2 separate regions of the Mus musculus genome follow, and region 2 is linked to region 1. The links are chromatin contacts, called in public Micro-C maps. All regions are on one chromosome and are shown on one strand. The core of a region is the stretch at or near the end of the contact, and the rest is flanking DNA. Distances in the headings are between cores, read along the strand shown.

Region 1 (5,003 bases), core at 1,724-4,223:
AATTAAAATAAAAACCTAAGTCTAGCAAGCCTCAGCTTACTGGCTCTCTGTCACATTGATTTATGACAGTTATTTCTTAGGGGAAAGGAAGACACAGATGCAAACAATTACTCTATTTTTGCAGGCAACAAGTGAGGTGGGTGGTAACTGAGAAATTTTTTTTTAATTCTGTCACAATATTCTGCTTTTTCTTAAGAAACCCTCCTCACACAACAAACGTTCGCCACATCAGAGAATTTCCAGGGCCTGAAGCGCCGCTTTGATTCCAGACCGCTGCAGGCATTAGCAGGAGGTAATTAGGGTAAAAAGTTCAGCCACAGTTCCATGGCTAGAGTCCTGCCAGAAATAAATTTCCTCCCTGTTCACTGTACCCCTCCCTACAGATCATATTGAAAACACATTTATCTTTGTAGAGCTTGTTCCTCTTCTAATTAACTTTATGGCGTTTACAGCATTTAATAATTTAAAATGGCTGCGATCGCAGCAGTTTTATCTTTCATGGTAGATGAGTGTGTTATCATTTCTCCCACACTGCTGTTTGACGAGTGACTCACAGACCTGCACTGCAGCTGTTTATCCCACTCTCTGATTCTTCCTAACCAAAGCTTTTCTTTTCCCTTGTTAGAGAAAGAAACAAAGCTGACAAACCTATCCATAGGTATCCTCTCAATTCTCACCAAAACCGGAAATGATTCGGGAGTAAAGTGAATTTACAGTCAAGGCAGAGATCTCTCACTGTTTTTTACAGTGTTTCAGATTTTTCACACAGAGAAATATAGACTGTTATATTCAAGACATAAAAGACATATTAGACACGTGAGTTTCAATAATTTAAAACTGCAGGGCAATCAAAGCACCTTCTCCATCTCATCCTTACAAGTGCCTTTGCCTACACCCACATCAGGACAGTTAGCTCTCTGCTTTAACCCTCACTGAACTTGCTGTTTGAAAAACAAAATGCTAATAGAGTCTGAGCCATAGCCCTCACCATCATGATTTTGTGACAGAATAAAATCAGTATCAAGAACTCAATCCAATGCCTTTGTAAACAATGAACTTAAGGGGAATAAAACTGCCTTATGATAGAATAACAGTAATAACCCTTGAATACAAAAATATATTTTTAAATAATATCCATTTGTTTATGAGCATAAAACAATAATACTTTGATGGGATTATGATGTTGTCAATGTTTTCCAATAAAATAAGAAAAAATACAAAAGAATTCTTTTTCAAAAGCCAAACTACTTGGTCCACACTACTGTGCAGTATGAGTAAGAACTACCCAGGCATAAAGGGGCACCATGGCTCCACGGAGCACACAGCAGAACGAACCTCCAAGGGCCCTGCAAAACACAGCCTCCTCACTTCACGCCATATGACCTTTCCCACTAAGTGACTATGCACAACTTCCTGTCTCACCTCTTTCCCATTCATGGTCTAAAAGACACTGGGGACTTATGCTGCAATCTAGGGTCTGTTCTACCCAGGCCTGTGCCACAAAATCATGTTTTGTGCTATTACAGTTGAACTGACATTGCTCAAACATAAAGAGACACTAATTGACAGCATTCAGTAGCTGGAATGCCAGTAGGGGACAGCAAAGGTAATTGATTCTAAGTGACTACAAATGGAAAGATGTGATTTCAGAACCCAACCTCATGGGAAACCTCCTGGAACAGAGGCAAGGAAGGACACATACTCCCTACCTGTCCTGGCCACTGGAATCCCATACTGATCTACAGAGGTTCCTAGAATGCATAAAACTACCCACACACATCTAAAGCGACGTCACCCAGCAATTCTGCTCCTAGTTATCAATGCCAAAGAATCAGAAATGAACACTGTGTGAGGAAGTATGTGCGTGTGCACTTGTGCATATGTGCATTCGTGTATCTAGAAATTAGCACTCAAAGCCACTGGAAGAAATAAATAAAGATGGTACTTGAGAGTTAGGAAGAGCAAGACATTTAAAAGTGGTTCATACCACTATTAGTTTTTATTAGCCCCTACTAACTTTTTATCTCTGCACAGCTTGTTGCCTGCAAAGATGAGGTTGTCTTTAACCTTAATGACACTAGCACATGTAATTCTTTGCTCTCAAGGGTTGATCTGCACTTTTTAGGACGTTTCTCAGCACCCTTGATTCTATCCATTATAGAAGCCACACGCCTCCTCCTACCCTCCCACACAACTGTCACAAGAAACTGTCAAGCAACCTGTGAGGACAGCCTTTTCTTCTTCCCATGTGGAAACAGTACCTTGTCTTACTACTGGAGAAGTAGATGGTAGAGGCCCCAGTGTGCCACAAAAACAACATTAAAAACTCTTCTTAGAATTAAAAGAGCAAGCATTTGAATCAGGCAGTTCTTTGAGACTGCTATCTAAATGGCACGCTAGGTGACCTACAAGAAGCATCTTAAAATCATATACACAATGTATGATTAACCCAGTAGCAAACAAAGATCCCTTATATTTTACTGTGTCTGTGTTATAATTTACTCAGTAAATTACATCCATATAGTCTTTGATTATAACAGATTTCAACCTTAGTTAAAGCAAATTACCTTCCTAGAAACCTCAGTTCTCTAATACAATAAAATCATCAAGTAACACAATTAGTGACATTTGGAAAGCTTTTATTCTGGTTAAATACCATATACTATATCAGCACAAGATCTGGCTGGAAGTGACGCTGCAGGCACTCATATTGTTCCAGATATTGAAAAGAACTGATAGAGCCTGGGAGTTCGAGACCATTCAGGACACCAAAGAGGGCCTTTATCACAACAAAACACACACACACACACACACACACACACACACACACGTCTTCCTGGAATATGACTTTAAAACTAAGCCATGTGAAAACCCCATGTTGCTCATGTTAACTGCTGGTCTCTCTCCACTGCATCCTTAAGATAATCACAGCAGACCAGTGCTCTCTTTGCAGAATTACTCACTGCACACACGCTCTGTTCTGCCAGCAGAGTAAGCGTGCCTGGGTGGAATTCCACAAAGTCAGAATCTATGCAGATGTTCCTTCCCGTTTGGTTTCCTTTAATTTGCAAATCTTGTAATCTAAGCCTGAAGTTGACTGAACCAACATTTAAACCAGCAGAGCAATATCAGCCAAAAACTCAATCTGTTTTCTATTTAAATGTCAAGACTGCATCCTTTTTGGTGGCTGAAAAAAAACTGTTGTTTTGAAATGATTACACAGTGGAACTGCAAGCCCTTTAGTAGTTTTATGAACTGCTTCTAAAAGGAAAGCTATGCTTTTAAAAGCCTTGAGGTTATGGAGCGGAAGGGAAACGTGGAACACAGAGATGCTTACTTTTATATTTCTAACTACCCATTGAAGGTACCTTAAACTAGACAACAGCAAAGAAACTTTCTTAAAGTTTATCACCGAGTCAAGATTGAAGTGCTACCCTGAGCCTTACTATCTTGAAGCAAGCTTCTTCCACCAAGGGGAGGGACACACAAGGATGCATTACAGCTGGGCATGAGAAAACTAATGTGGGGGTGGCCATGCTCATTATCTTGATTGGAGTGATGGTTTCACGGGTATATACAGATGTCAAAATGTATCAAACTGCACACATTAAGGAGGTGCAGTTAATCATGTTTCAATTATGCCTCAATAAAGATATATGTACAGCATTATACACATGAGCTTCTGTAGGGAATATAAACAAATTACAATTTTTCCGTGGAAGTAAAGATCCCTAAAAAGCAGTCCTAGCGTAGCCCACGAGGACTGGCAAAACAGAACAAAAACAGCAGAGGTGAACAAGCTCCACCCCCCAAAAGCTTTTATCCCAACTCAAAATCAGATAACTACATCAATATACAGAAAAGGCATTCCCAACAGTGAATAGAACTCTCTACTGTTCCTATCCTGGGATTCAAATCAGCGACTATGTGCCACGCCTAATGCATACCAGACTGCAGTGAAAACTCTGCCTCACCTAATCAGCATGGTGCCCCTGGATCACTCCCACGGTTCAAGATTACGGATCCCAAGAACAAGGACTGACAAGAACTGCTGCTCTTCATCTGCAATTTACTTCTGAATCTTTTCTCTAAAGTCTTCACAGTTTCCATTATTCCTATACATTTAGCCATAGCATGGAGACTAACTATAAAGCATCAATTTTAGGTTAATCCTTAGTGAAAAAAACTATAGAACAAGGAACAAGCAGAAATGAAACAAGATTCACCATTGATGGGTCAGCATCTTGTGTCATTACATCCAAGTTTCCTTCAAAAACATCTTTATTCAAATCTGAGTTCAGTCCCTAGAACTTACTTTAAAAAAAAAAAGGAGCAGTAGCAGCAACATTCTTACAGTAAAACGGGAGGCAAACACAGAACTTGTGAGAAGCTTGCTGACCAGTACCTCACAGGCCACACAGAGTAGAAAAGACAAGACGGAGCCTGTCTCAAAGGGGAGTGGAGGAAAGGTGACAACAAGAGGTGTCATCTGACTCACACGCATACACTGTGGCATGCACCTAAATATACATGCAACATATATACTAACAATTAATTAGTGACTTAGTCAGTCGGTTAAAGGAGCGTGCCTTAAATGCCAGCATTCAAGAGGCAGGAGAATAATAATAATAATTCAAGGCAGTCTGATCTACATAACAAGTTTCAGGCCAACATGTGTGACCTGTCTTTAAAAAAAAAAAAAGAAGAAGAAAAAAGACGAAGAGGATCCCCTTAAATACCACACAATAAAAACAAGAACAACAGCATAATTACTTGAGGCTCTACATAGTGACTAGAATCCTTTTCTTTATAATGTCTGTAAATGAAGAGAGATTAAATAGAAAATCAGAGCTGGAGAGATAGCTCAGCGGTTAAGAGCTGACTCTCTTCCAAGGGTCCTGAGTTCAATTCCCAGCAACCACATGGTGGCTCACCACCATCTGTCTGTAACGAGATCTGATACCCTCTTCTGGAGTGTCTAAAGGCAGCAACAGTGTGCCCAC
Region 2 (5,003 bases), core at 1,771-4,270, 400 kb before region 1:
TTGGCTCAGGTAGAAATGAGGAGTTCCTCATTATGTTCCCTGGCTGGACATCTGCCTTAATAGAGCAGAGATCTCCAGAAGGCTGGAGGAGAGCAGATTTAATGTCTGGATTCCCTCACCATAGGGTAAGGGTTAGCTACAGGAGACAAGCAGGTGTCCAAGCTGCATATCTCCAAGTCCTTAGCAGGGTGACCTCCACAGGACTCGGGCGGCTTGACCCATTCCTTACAGCACCTGCTTCACCCTTGATTCTAGGAGGGGCTCTCAAAATTCTGTTAGAAAGAAACTGAGATTGAGAGCAGCCTGGAGCTTTCCACAAACAGTCGACATACTTTTCCTCAGGCTTGCAGAACAGGGCTCTGGAAGCCTAGGCCCAGTTTGCCTGGGCCACAGACAGGGGCACTGTGGGTGGGGGGTGTTCAACTAATGCTCCCCTCTAGAAATCCTCTAGCTTCCTTCTACCCACTCGACTGTGGGGGCCCCTGGGCTCTCAACACCTTCCCAACCTGCCCACACTCACAAAGCCATGCTTGTCAGAAATGTTGTTGGTCAGCTTCAGTTTGTGGAAGGCCACAGGCTTGGCCATCCACTGTTCCCCTGTGGCCGGACTGTCCGGGTGGATGTACATGCGTTTAGGCATCTCGGGGTCGGCTTTGCCTGCCACCATCCAGCGGGAGTTGTGAAACTTATAGCGGCAGTCATCGGCAGCCACGATGTCCATTAGCAGGATGTATTTGGCTTTCTTGTCCAGGCCGCTGACTCGCACCTTGAAGGGGGGGAACATCCGCCTCGGAGGGAGGGAAGGGGGACATGCCATTGGGACCCGGCTCTTTTTTGTCCCTTTACCTTCCCGACAATGACATGACATCCTACTTGAAGCTTCCCTATCTACATAATTTGTCACAATGTCCTCCACTTGTGCTGTGTTGCTACCTGGAAAGACCCAGCCTGTGCTTCTTACTCCCAAGACATCCTATTTCTGCCGGCCAGAGCCTGTTTTGTAAAGCTTTGGATGCGTTTTGCACTCAGTCTGGAGACCTTTCCTCCACTCTGATCTAAGATGAGGGTTGATGCCCAGGAAAGGAAACTAGGCCCTTTAGAGATACACTAGGCTTTTCTGAATTGCCTTGAAATTCGTAGAGAGGAAATAAACTCTTGGGACAGGGCTTGAAGAAATAAACTATCAAGGTCTTTGTCTGGGAGAAACGATTTAGAGGCTTAATCAGGGAACCCTAGCCTAGAATTTCGGGGGAACAGGGTGAACCTGAGGCCTGGACTTTCAGAGACTGGAGTGCTGGGAAGATTGGGGATTTTATTTTTCTTCTGGCTTTAAGGCCTCAAGAGGTGGCTGGTCCAGTGCTCCAAGCTCCAAGGACAAGCAAGACTCTCTCCAAGGCCTAGCTGTGGGCTGGACAACTCTCTGCCGGAACCAAGTGGTCAGCCTGGAGCTAGCAGGAGGCGGGATGCTAGTCCCACTATGGACTCCAGTGATCAGAGCGGAGAATCCGGGAAAGATCCCTTTTCTTAGGAACTTCCAGACCGTCCAGGAGACGGAAAAAACAAAAACAAAAACAAAACAAAACAAAACAAAACAAAACAAAAAAAAAACAGTGAGACCGCAAGGGGCTGTGGAGACCCGCCAGAGTCTCCGGGGCTTTGAGACTCAGAACAGTTGGGACTATTCTTTAGGAACGTGTTTTCGTTTTATTTCAATCGAGAGATGTTTGCTTTTCTTTTTCTTTTTTAATTCGCTCCGGAGCCAAACGGAAAAAAAAAAAAGTCAGCTTGCTTGTCTGTGGAAAGGAGTGTGGCGCCAGGGCCGGAGCGGGGGCAATCCGAGAGAGCATCGACCCAGTGGTGGTGGGTGCTGTGCGGTCCCCGAGCCCGCCCGCCCGGCCCGTCCTACCTCCCGGACTTGGTGATGACCATCTCGGTGCCCAGCTTGTGGAACTGGTCCCACAGCTCCTTGGCCTCCAGCGTCACCTTGGGGTCGTCCTCCACCTCGTCCTCGGGTTCCAGGCTCTTGAGCGAGCGCAGATGCGCGGCGGGCGGGTGCGGGCCGAGTGCCGAGACGTGCAGCCCCGCCTCGGCCGCCGCCGCCGCCGCTGCTGCCGCGGCCGCCGCCCCCGCCAGGCCCGGGTCCGGCAGAGGCTTGCCTAGCGCGCCGGGCGGCAGCGCTAGCGCCGGGAAGAAGGAGGGCTGCGCTGCCGCCAGGAAGGCGGACATGGGGAAGTCGGCGGGCCGTGGCGCGTGGAACGGGTGGTAAGCCATGGCGCTGGCTGCCAGCGCCGGCTCTCTCATCGGGACATCCGGCCCAGGCTCCTGGGAGCCGGGGCCGGGGCCGGGGGCGCGCGCCTCGGACCCCCGGCCCGGGCGGCGGCGCGCGCGGAGGACGGACGGCCCGGGCGGCGGGCGCGGCAGCGGCTTCTCCCGGCTCCCCGTCCCGCGCACCTCAAGGGGCGCAGGGCTCTGGACGCGGGGGCGGAGGGGGCGCTGCGCGGGGCTGGGCTGGGCTGGGCTGGGCTGGGCTGGCCGGCTCCGGCGCCGGGGACCACGCGCGACTGGTTAGATCTTGTCCTGATCTCTGGAAAACTGTGACTATCTCACATGTCCTGCCCTGTTCGGATCCCCTGCGCTAACGAGCCAGGCCCCCCTTGATTGCTGATTTTACGCTTTTTGGACCAATTGTGGGTCTCCGGGGGCGGGGTTTTGACAGCTCAGGCCAAGCTCTGGACGGGAGGGGAGGCCAGGGAGAAGGTGTCGGAAGCCTCAGCAGTAAGAAAACATGTCAACAGAATAAAATATTAACCAATGACGGGCCAGCGGGCCCCGAGACCCCTCCCCCTGGCCTGGCCCCCACCTCGCCGCCCGCGCCCGCCGCTGCCTGGGCGAGGGCTGGAAAGCGCAGAGGACCGATCTGACCCGCCGTAAGGGCCTGAGGCAGGGGGCGCCCGGGTCCCGGGGCCTTGGGGAAGGACCCCCTAGCCGCATGCCGGCCCCAAGTGCAAAGCATTGACACGTTCCGGAGAGGAGAGGGGGCGCCCTTTCCCTCCCGCGCCGGGAGGCCCGGCCGCTCTTGCCTGCGACCCAGCCTGGCCTCCCACCCCACTCCCGGTCACCGCCCCGGGTCCATGCACTTCAGAGGGAGGCTGCGGGCACTGGAAAGCGAGGCCGGTGGGCGGGCAAATCAGGAGGCTCGGGCGGCCGAGGTCCCGGAGCCGAATCAGGTGTCCGGAGCCGGTGAGTGGGGAGCCATGGCAGAACCCTGATGGGGCCGGCACGGGCGGGAACGGGACGCCGCCTTGCGCTGGGGAAACGAAGGGTCCCCACCCCCACCTGCTCCTCCCCTCGTAGACTCAGGAACCTGGGGTTCCAGAAGGGCCGGGCATTTAGCCTAAAGAAGGTCTGTGTCAGGTCACTAAGCCAAAACCTTCTGGCGAGTAGGAAAATGGATCCTTGGGACCAGGTAGGTGAGCGCACCTTCTACAGAGCCCAAGGCGGTGCCGCGCTAGTTGATCCTAGAACTCAGATTCTCCACACGCGCCAGAAGGAATTTTCGCCGCATCCGGTACTGGAGATGCAAGCCCATCTATCTCTTCCTAAACTCTGGCATCTTTTCTTCTCAGTCACTTCTCTAGAGATTGTTTCCGTCCCTTGGAAGCTCAAGGCTCCCTAGTTCAGGAAAGCTGAGTAATGCGGATGGGAATCGAGGTGTTTGCCAGCAAGTGTGAACACCCCCTTCGACGATCAGTCTTCGTTATCTCTCTGGCAACAGCCCCAATGCATCTTCCTCTCTCTCTCTCTCTCTCTCTCTCTCTCTCTCTCTCTCTCTCTCTCTCTCTCTCTCTCTCTCTTTCTCTCTCTCTCTCTCTCTCTCTGTGTGTGTGTGTGTGTAAAACCATAATCAGGTGTGCCCAGAGTAAAACGATCATACACTTGCCTGTTTAGGGTTGAGGCTCACACCCTTGTGCTTGTTGGGGAGGGGAAGCAGGGTGTGAACTAGCCACAGTGGATACTCCCACCCTCCCAACCAGTATAAGCGAATTCTGCCGCTCCAGCCCTATGTCCCCGTGGTAGGCACCTACCACGTAAGTGGCCCAGGCAGCTTGCCCCTCCGCTGCATACACCAGGTCTTCAGGCACTTGGTAGCTGACCGCCCAGAAAGGCGTTTAAAAGCTAGTTGCCCCCGGCAGTACGGGGTTGAGACCAGCAGGAGTCGTTTGGCCTCCACGACCTTTTTTCCTATACATCTGAGCCAACACCAGGCGCTTGTAATTCTTCATAACCCTGTGCGCGCCTGCCCCACTGGGTTTTTCTTCAGGACCTTACTCCTAGGTCGCTTTTCTCACTCTTTTCTCTGCCCACAGTGAACCTTCAGCTCTAGCTTCGCGGTGTTCGCAGCCGGTGAGAGATCCATTGCAGCTTTGCACTGCTTCCAATTCAGACAGGATGTGGCTCCTCCAGGAGAGATGTGTCTGAACACACTTGGACAGTTAGTGAGGTGAACAAGAAGTAGTCAGTTCAGCTTTCCGAGTTGGCAGGACATTTGCTAAGTTGTGTGTATGGGGACAGGCACTTTAGTACCTTGTAAAAATGTGTATGTATCGAAGTATGTATTTTGGTCATTTTCCTGGGTAGCATACAGTAGCTGGTCTACCCGTTTAGGCCTGAGAGTTAAAACATGAAGGTCTGAGTTATTGGTCCACGAAATCGGACAGCTGTCGCCCAGTGGCTACATTAGGGGATCTGAATCCCACCTATAGAGCTAAGGACCTGCGACTGGTCAGAGACGTTTTCAGGGCAGGTTGGGTTTCCACCAACAGCTCCAGCCACCCCCCCACCCCCACCCCCATCACGTAGTCACCTGGATGACCTGCTTTAGCCGCTCTTAAGATTCTTTATCGACCCATCCCCAACAAAATTTTCTTAGAATATCCTTGTAGCATCGAAAACTGGTGCTGGGGCGGCCTAAGCAGCCTCTCGAGCGGCGCCTTGCGGCTCGC

The links. Hi-C and Micro-C count contacts between places; a contact is called where the count stands out from the background.
Region 2: a Micro-C map of palatal mesenchyme shows a contact between it and region 1, with 1.8 times the contacts expected there. The contact joins the promoter of 2610027K06Rik here to the enhancer-like site in region 1. A contact is called at or near these places in 10 of 39 promoter capture datasets (the C10 cell line, the HPC-7 cell line, cranial neural crest and 5 more), 2 of 484 Hi-C or Micro-C datasets (bone marrow-derived macrophages and palatal mesenchyme), 11 of 115 datasets of contacts at active chromatin or transcription factors (bone marrow-derived macrophages, craniofacial prominence, embryonic basal ganglia and 8 more) and 1 of 9 other capture datasets (embryonic stem cells).

The regions. Positions count from the first base shown.
Region 1 is chr11:85,426,496-85,431,498 of GRCm38.p6, reverse strand. All of the region lies in intron 7 of Bcas3 (breast carcinoma amplified sequence 3), which reads right to left. Among named protein-coding and RNA genes, the nearest start is that of Bcas3, 76 kb to the right of the region's middle. Within about 2 kb of position 2,973, at least 18 of the 459 cell types and tissues checked have an H3K27ac peak or open chromatin away from gene starts, as enhancers often do. A contact at or near this core is called in palatal mesenchyme, where this site is marked.
Region 2 is chr11:85,830,405-85,835,407 of GRCm38.p6, reverse strand. 2610027K06Rik (RIKEN cDNA 2610027K06 gene) reads left to right here and starts at 3,020. Exons shown (of 5, transcript NR_077059.1): 1 at 3,020-3,240. Tbx2 (T-box 2) reads right to left here and starts at 2,793. Exons shown (of 7, transcript NM_009324.2): 1 at 1,907-2,793; 2 at 521-788. The coding sequence starts at 2,301. RefSeq lists a promoter at 2,268-3,258 and an enhancer at 4,888-5,003.